2 separate regions of the Zea mays genome follow, and region 1 is linked to region 2. A link is a contact called in public Hi-C data. All regions are on one chromosome and are shown on one strand. The core of a region is the stretch at or near the end of the contact, and the rest is flanking DNA. Distances in the headings are between cores, read along the strand shown.

Evidence for each region. A called contact is a pair of places that touch in the nucleus more often than the background predicts.
Region 1: a Hi-C map of root tip shows a contact between it and region 2, with 5 times the contacts expected there. The contact joins the enhancer-like site here to the promoter of LOC100281146 in region 2. A contact is called at or near these places in 8 of 25 Hi-C or Micro-C datasets (ear, leaf, root tip and 1 more).

Annotation. Positions count from the first base shown.
Region 1 is chr9:137,974,407-137,978,077 of Zm-B73-REFERENCE-NAM-5.0, forward strand. LOC103639174 (guanine nucleotide exchange factor SPIKE 1) reads right to left here. Exons shown (of 31, transcript XM_008661964.3): 31 at 3,447-3,671. Among protein-coding and RNA genes, the nearest start is that of LOC103639174, 31 kb to the right of the region's middle. Within about 2 kb of position 2,170, at least 16 of the 20 cell types and tissues checked have an H3K27ac peak or open chromatin away from gene starts, as enhancers often do. A contact at or near this core is called in ear, root tip and tassel, where this site is marked.
Region 2 is chr9:137,821,266-137,824,724 of Zm-B73-REFERENCE-NAM-5.0, forward strand. LOC100281146 (endo-1,4-beta-glucanase) reads left to right here and starts at 1,820. Exons shown (of 6, transcript NM_001154065.3): 1 at 1,820-2,348; 2 at 2,568-2,875; 3 at 3,095-3,459. The coding sequence starts at 1,967.

The DNA of each region.
Region 1 (3,671 bases), core at 920-3,419, 150 kb after region 2:
CGACGCTCTCTACACAGGGGCCGAACGGTCCACGGCCTGGTGCGAGGCTAGGGTTTCCTGCCTGATGGACGAACGGTCCGCGCGTGCGCAGAGGCGGCGGAAGATCGCCGGCGGCGCCTGGATCTTGCTCCAGGGAGGGACCCCGTCGGGGAGGAGAGATCCTAAGTGATGTCTAGGCTCGGGCAGACCGACCTAGACTCCTCTAATCGACGTAGAGTCGAAAAGAAGCGGAGAATTTGGGGATTGAGAGACTAAACTAGAACTAGACTAGAACTACTCCTAATTGTACATGAAATAAATGTGAAATAGAAGTGTTATTGATTCGATTGATAATTATAAATCGGCTGTATACCTCTCTATTTATAGAGGAGGGGGGCTGGACCCTTTACAAACTAATTTTCGAGCTAATTCCGCGAATCTAGCTAACAACCATAGCACAAAACTCGGAACCCTAATCTGTTCTGCGCACGCGCGGACCGTCCGGCCCCCAGGCGTGGAGCGTCCGGCCTCAGGACCGGACCGTCCGTAGCTTAATTTAGTGCCCAACATGCTTCAGCGCTAATCGATTACATCGGATAGATGAAATACGATTATGTGGATCGACACTTCGGCAGTGGCCCCACTAAGGGCTTGTTCGGTTAGCTCTCAATCCATGTGGATTGAGCGGGATTGGATGGGTTTGAATCCCAAACAAGTCAAACTTCTTCACAATTTTTCCAATCCCATCCAATCCATGTGTATTGGGAATAACCGAACAAGCCCTAACATGTACATCTCCATCTCTTATCTGTTTCTTTTTTTCTTCTACTTCAATTAAGCATGTGAGTTGTTGTTTGAAACGAACTCTCAATCAATCAAATATGCAATAATACTGATCACACACGTTATGTTTTTTTGTCTTTATACTTTGTAAATTAAAGTGTATCTAAAATCCGTGCTAAGTTCAACATCTCCGATCACATGGAGAGCTGGATTGGTGGTTTCGATAAAAATTGTCCATCGTGTGTACAAATACATCGTACTTGGAAGCGTGTTCAAGTTTCCAAAAACGTGGACAACCTTTTGCTCACGTGCACATTGCCGTACGTGTTGCACTTATTAATGGACATGCTGATGTGCAGGCAATGATGCCGATTAAGCTTGGAATTAGGGGGAAAGCAGCACGCGCCTACCTCTCGCACTGAAAAGTGGCCTACCATTCGCTGTGTTCTGATTAGCCGCGCTCTCGTTTTTTTTTCCCTCCCCTCAAAGCTTACCTCTGTCTGTCCTTCAAAGCGGCCTACCCTACGTACAGTTTCTACTACTACTAGGGAGGACGATGACCGCATCTGCTATCATCAATTTGCGCAAAGAAAAGACGCGCCGCTTTAAAGAACCAAAGAGCGCACAAAGCTGTTGCCGGCCGCTGCACTGCATGCCAAGTTCTGTTCTGTGTATAAAAGAGGTGGTGAGGCGGCGGGGTCGTGGAGGTACGGTCCTGATGAAACAACAGGATCAGATTTTGGCAGTTGGCGTAGACAAGCAGGACCGCGTAGGCTGCTATAGAACATGTGTCGGTCGGTCGGTACTACGGCGATCTCGGGCCATTGGCGCTCTGCACTGTGCAGTCTGTGCCGCCATGATTGTTGACCTGTGAGCATGCATGCATGCTGCTGCTGCTGCTGCCCTAGATCGACAACAGGAACAGGCAATGTCAATCTGGAGATGACCTAGCTATTTCAAATCCAACTTCCAAAGATGACCGGGATCAGATCAGACAACCCATCCTTAAACTACCCGAATAGCGGTGCACGAGCACGAGCACGATCATTGGGTCCACACACACTCTTGGGGATTTTTTCGCAAAGCGGCGACGAGGCGACTGCCCTGCCCGCCGAGCTCGCTCGCTCGCTCGCCGAAAGGGTTGGAGAGTGGAGCGGTCGCCAGCAACACCTCGCCGCTGCTTCCGCCTTTACATCACGTCGAGACTGCAGACTGCAAAGGCAAGGGGCACGCCGCACGGTGTGGGGCGCACGTACGTGCTGCGTCTGCGTGCCGGTGCCGAGGCTGCTTTTAAAGGAGAGCTGGCCGCAGAGAAATTCATCCGAGCTACAGCTAGGCCGAGAGATGCAGAGGGCCGGGCCTCCGCACCGGCGACCCGGGCCCCCTGCTCAGCTCCGATCGAGCTGCTGCTGCTCCACTCTGCCGAACGGCAGCGCGCGCCCTCTGGCTCTGCGTCTGCGGTCTGCCCCTCGGCACGGCACGGCACGGCAGTCGTCATCGTCAGTGTGATTCAGCTCCCATGTGCCCGCGCCCAGTCGCTGCCTGTCCTCGCGACGCGCGCATCCGGGGTGGCATGGCAATCATGAAAGTGAGATAGAAATGGGTGGATACCGGAGGATATTACTACTGCTGCCGCTCTGAGCCACGGTCACGGGGCACGGGAGCTGTCAAGGAAAGGCAGAGACGAGACGAGAGGGGTGTCGTGTTTTTTTTTACGTGCTCACTTTTGGGCGCTTTGAGGCAGGGAAAAAGCCAAAAAGCACGTCATGTGCGTGCGCGAAAGGGACCCTCTGGAATTCAGGATCCGATGAAGGTGGAACCGGAAGATGAACAGCAAGGGGAAGCATTCGCGCTGCGCCCACCTCACCTGCTCTAAAGCTCATCAGTTGCAAACAGCATGAGCTAGAGAGGTTTATCCTTCAAGAGTCTAGACTTCACTCGAGTGATTCAAGGCCTCCTCTTACCTAACTTTTCTGTACAATCCAAAGATCTACATAGCCTTCTTCCCTGCGGCAAGGTTAGGTTTAAGTTTTCATGGTCCATGGGTTACCTGAACCCGAAAAGTTTACAAGGATTACGAGAGAAAAGCCTAGCCCAAAAGTTTACAAAGGATTACGACGTTTTTTTAGACGTCGTGCGCCCTCACATCACATGCTGCCGGAGATGACTTCGTACTTTATAGGGAAGACTGAAGAGGGGAACCCTTGGCTTGTCTACAGCCGAAATGAGTTCGTAATTTTGTACCAGTACAGAGGCATTGCACTGTGAGTTAGAACCATGGATCTGTACTTGCCTGGAGACAAATGGTATTATGTTAATGTTCAGAGATATGTAGACAGTTCATAGCTATGCACTTGCATTACGAGGCCACGTTAAAGTGCACTGGTCATTTTTATTCCATTTTACTTTTATTGCGTTCATTTTGTGAGACCAATTTCTCATTGTTGCAATTAAACGTATTGCTTACGTTGCGCGTTTCAAATATAGGGTATTCAAGATGATGTAAAGTGTTGTGCGAAAGACAGATTTAGGAAGGAGGTAGGTCTAGGATGCTGCCCCCACCTCCCATGAGAATGCAGATCAAATTTAAGCGGGCTCCTTGAAATGTTCCAAATCTTGTTCAACCATGGAACATGAGCAATTTAAGGCGTCATTATACACTAGGAACAATAAACAAACTACAGTTATGGGAACGACTTCAATAACACAAGGCTTCAAATCGTGCATAAACAAATTGCGAGGATGCCCTCGACAGCAGCAAATTTCCTACAGGGAAAAAAATACATATCACCCAGAATAGGCACTATTGTATCACTACAGAACATTACATATAACTGTTGTAAAATGTCGGCTCGCTGTGATACAGTAGCAAACCGCAAAAAACATGGCACTCAGCATATAACTGGTGC
Region 2 (3,459 bases), core at 570-3,069:
CTAAAGTTTATAAAACAGTTGAATTGGTTCAGAGTGGTTCAACTTGCCCAAGATGTCGGAGATATTTATGTGCTATATTTTTATTATAGAGGAGTGAGACGAAAGATATCATGTAACTTACAGAGTAGAAACAAATTCTACTAATGCATAAAATCATTTTCTATCTTCCACCCATGAATTTGAGATAGACTTATATCTCAACTTTGGAAAATGGTGGAATGTTAAATTTTAAACTAAATAAGTCTTATTTAGTAGGTATCCAAACGCGCAGTGAGTGAAATTAAAGTTCGCCGCGCGAGGAGAGGAGTAGGAGCCTCTGTCCATGCAGCATTGGGCATCTGCACCTCGTAGGTAGGAGAGCGGCCCTACCCTCTCTCTACTGCCGGAGAGCGTCTCTCACTCACGTGAAGACAGTAATAGACAGCAGCAATAGCCCAAGTGCATGGAGCGGCGCGCCCTTTACGGCTCGTGGCCCGCGTTGAACTGGAACTACCGTGGCCCGCGTGACGCCGCCGCGGTTCCCGCCTGTCACAACCTTTGCTGCGCGCCTTCTCTTGCCTCCCCGCTGCCTGTCTCCAGCTGTCCGCGCGCAGCCAGCCCTTCACGCAAGGCTGCACGGCTGCACCGCAATGCTCGCAATTCACAAAAACATCAAGGTCCGTGTGAACTGTGTCTTGTGGTAATTTCTGAATTCTCGCCCAAAGCCGAATGCCAAAAATAATCGCCACTCGATCGATCCGCAAGGGTTTGGTTAGTATACTGCTAACCAATCGTGCGTGCCACGACGCCAACTCGACGGCGACAGCCACGCACGGTACGGGAGGAGCAGTGCAATCGTTGTGTTCCAAAGAGCTAAGGAAATCTACCACGAATAGGCAAGCCGCGGGGTTGAGTTGGGCGCAACGTACAGTACAGTTGCCAGATTCGCATTGCACGCACACCAAGATAGTGGGGGAGAAACTAGTACGTATAGAAAGTAGAGACGGCACGGCAAAGCGCCCGCTTTCCGCAAAGCCGCCGCGCATGCATGCAGATAAAGTAAGCAAATCCCTTGGGCAACCAGGCTCATCTATCTCTACCATAGCTAAGGCTAAGCTAAACGTTCTGATTCCTTCCGTTCGGCGTCTTTGTTCCAGCTCAGTTTCACCTAAACCAAATCTAAGAGGGGCTTCCAGATGTTGCGTTGATGGGAGGAAGCAATGGCGCCAGGCGTTGGATGCAGGAAAGAACAAGGTGTCCCGCTCCTGCAGGTGCAACAGATGACTGTAGTTGTGTGTACTACTCGGCATACGGCATGTATTGTACAGTACGTACCAGATGCAACAGCTTGTGACTGCCCGGTCCGGGTGGCACAAACCGTACAACACAAACTGGGTGTTTAAATGATAATTTTTAGGATGCCAGCGACACAAGAATGTCTCTCTCCGTGTGTGTATATATAATCTGCCATTTGGCCACGCCCTGGATCCTGAAGGTGTTAAAAACTCTGACGAAACACATGTTTTAGTACATTTACAGCCCATAAAACAAAGACCCGGCACCAAACATGCATGTGAGCAGGAAAGGAATCACCGCATGGGCCGTTCCCGTACGAGGAAGACCGGGGTCTCATGGTCATGGCAAGAAAACAAAACAAAGATTATCGCGTACAGTACAGTAGTCAGCAAGACTAGCATCCATCGCCATCCCCAGTTCCCCACACACCCAACACCACACCACACTACTCCAAAATCTATCCGTTAACAAAACAAGCCGGCAGCCAAGTACAGTACAGTACAGCAGACATGCGTCCCCATCCGTGATATCCCGTCCCGTCCCACTACTACTGGGACCCTTCCTTCCCACCGCCACCGCTCACTACTCCGGCCGCCTCTCTTCCAGCAAATCCCTCCCACCTCCTCCCCGCCGTCTCACGAGGAGCTAGAGGAAGGGGAGGCTCTGTACCAGCCTGTTGGAAGGGGGCGAGATGAGCATGTACGGGAGGGATCCCTGGGGCGGCCCGCTGGAGATATGCCACGACTCGGCCACGGACGACGACCGCAGCCGCAACCTGGACATCGACCGGGCCGCGCTGTCGCGGACGCTCGACGAGACGCAGCAGAGCTGGCTGCTGGCGGGGACCGCCGACCAGCCCCGCAAGAAGAACAAGTACGTCGACATCGGCTGCCTCCTCGTCAGCCGCAAGCTCTTCGTCTGGACGCTCGGCGTGCTCCTCGCCGCCGCCGTGTTCGCGGGGGCCGTGGCCGGGATCGCCAAGGCCATCCCCAGGCGGCACCGCCCGCTGCCACCGCCCGACGACTACACCGTCGCGCTGCACAAGGCGCTCATGTTCTTCCATGCCCAGAGATGTGAGTAGTTAGTTAAGTTTCGTCATTTTTCGCATTTCTTCTAGTGATTTGTAACGGTTCAAAAGACGGGATTTAAGGCGTTCTTTTACCTATAGTTTTGCTCCGTTGAATACCTGCAATGTCAGGTGTACCATACCGTGACACCGAGCGTCTCCAAGTGATTTGTGAATATAAAGGTCACATTTTTTTTTGACATCTTCGCTCTTCAATTTGCTGCAGCTGGGAAGCTTCCGAAGCACAACAATATACATTGGCGCGGTAACTCTTGCATGAAGGACGGGCTTTCTGACCCTGCAGTCAGGCGAAGCCTGGTTGGCGGGTATTATGATGCCGGCGACGCCGTCAAGTTCAATTTCCCAGCTGCCTTCTCCATGACCCTCCTCAGCTGGAGCGTCATTGAGTACAGTGCCAAGTACGACGCTGTTGGGGAACTTGGCCATGTCCGTGACATTATCAAGTGGGGGTCAGACTACTTCTTGAAGACCTTTAATTCCACAGCCGATAGCATTGATCGTGTCATTGCGCAGGTAAAAAGCTTCATCTCAAATAGGGGGGGGGGGGGGGGGGGGGGGGGGGGGGGGGGGGGGGGGGGGGGGGGGGGGGGGGGGGGGGGGGGGGGGGGGGGGGGGGGGGGGGGGGGGGGGGGGGGGGGGGGGGGGGGGGGGGGGGGGGGGATGAATTTGGAGTTGTTCTTGCCTGTCGCTACCAGGCCATTGCTAATCTGAATTGTGGGGGAGGTGGTGCAGGTGGGAGGTGGTGCGACGTCGCCTGGTTCGACACAGCCCAATGATCGGTATTGTTGGATGAGGCCAGAGGACATTGACTACCCACGTCCAGTGGTTGAGTGCCACACTTGTTCAGATCTTGCTGCTGAAATGGCTGCAGCATTAGCTGCAGCGTCGATTGTATTCAAGGACAACAAGGCTTACTCACAGAAGCTTGTACATGGTGCTACCACTCTCTTCCAGTTCGCAAGGGACCGGCGTGGGAGGTATAGCGCAGGTGGATCGTATGCTGCAAAGTTCTACAATTCAACTAGTTACTGGGATGAGTTTCTGTGGGGTAGCTCATGGATGTACCTTGCAACTGGCAATTCATCATACTTGACTCT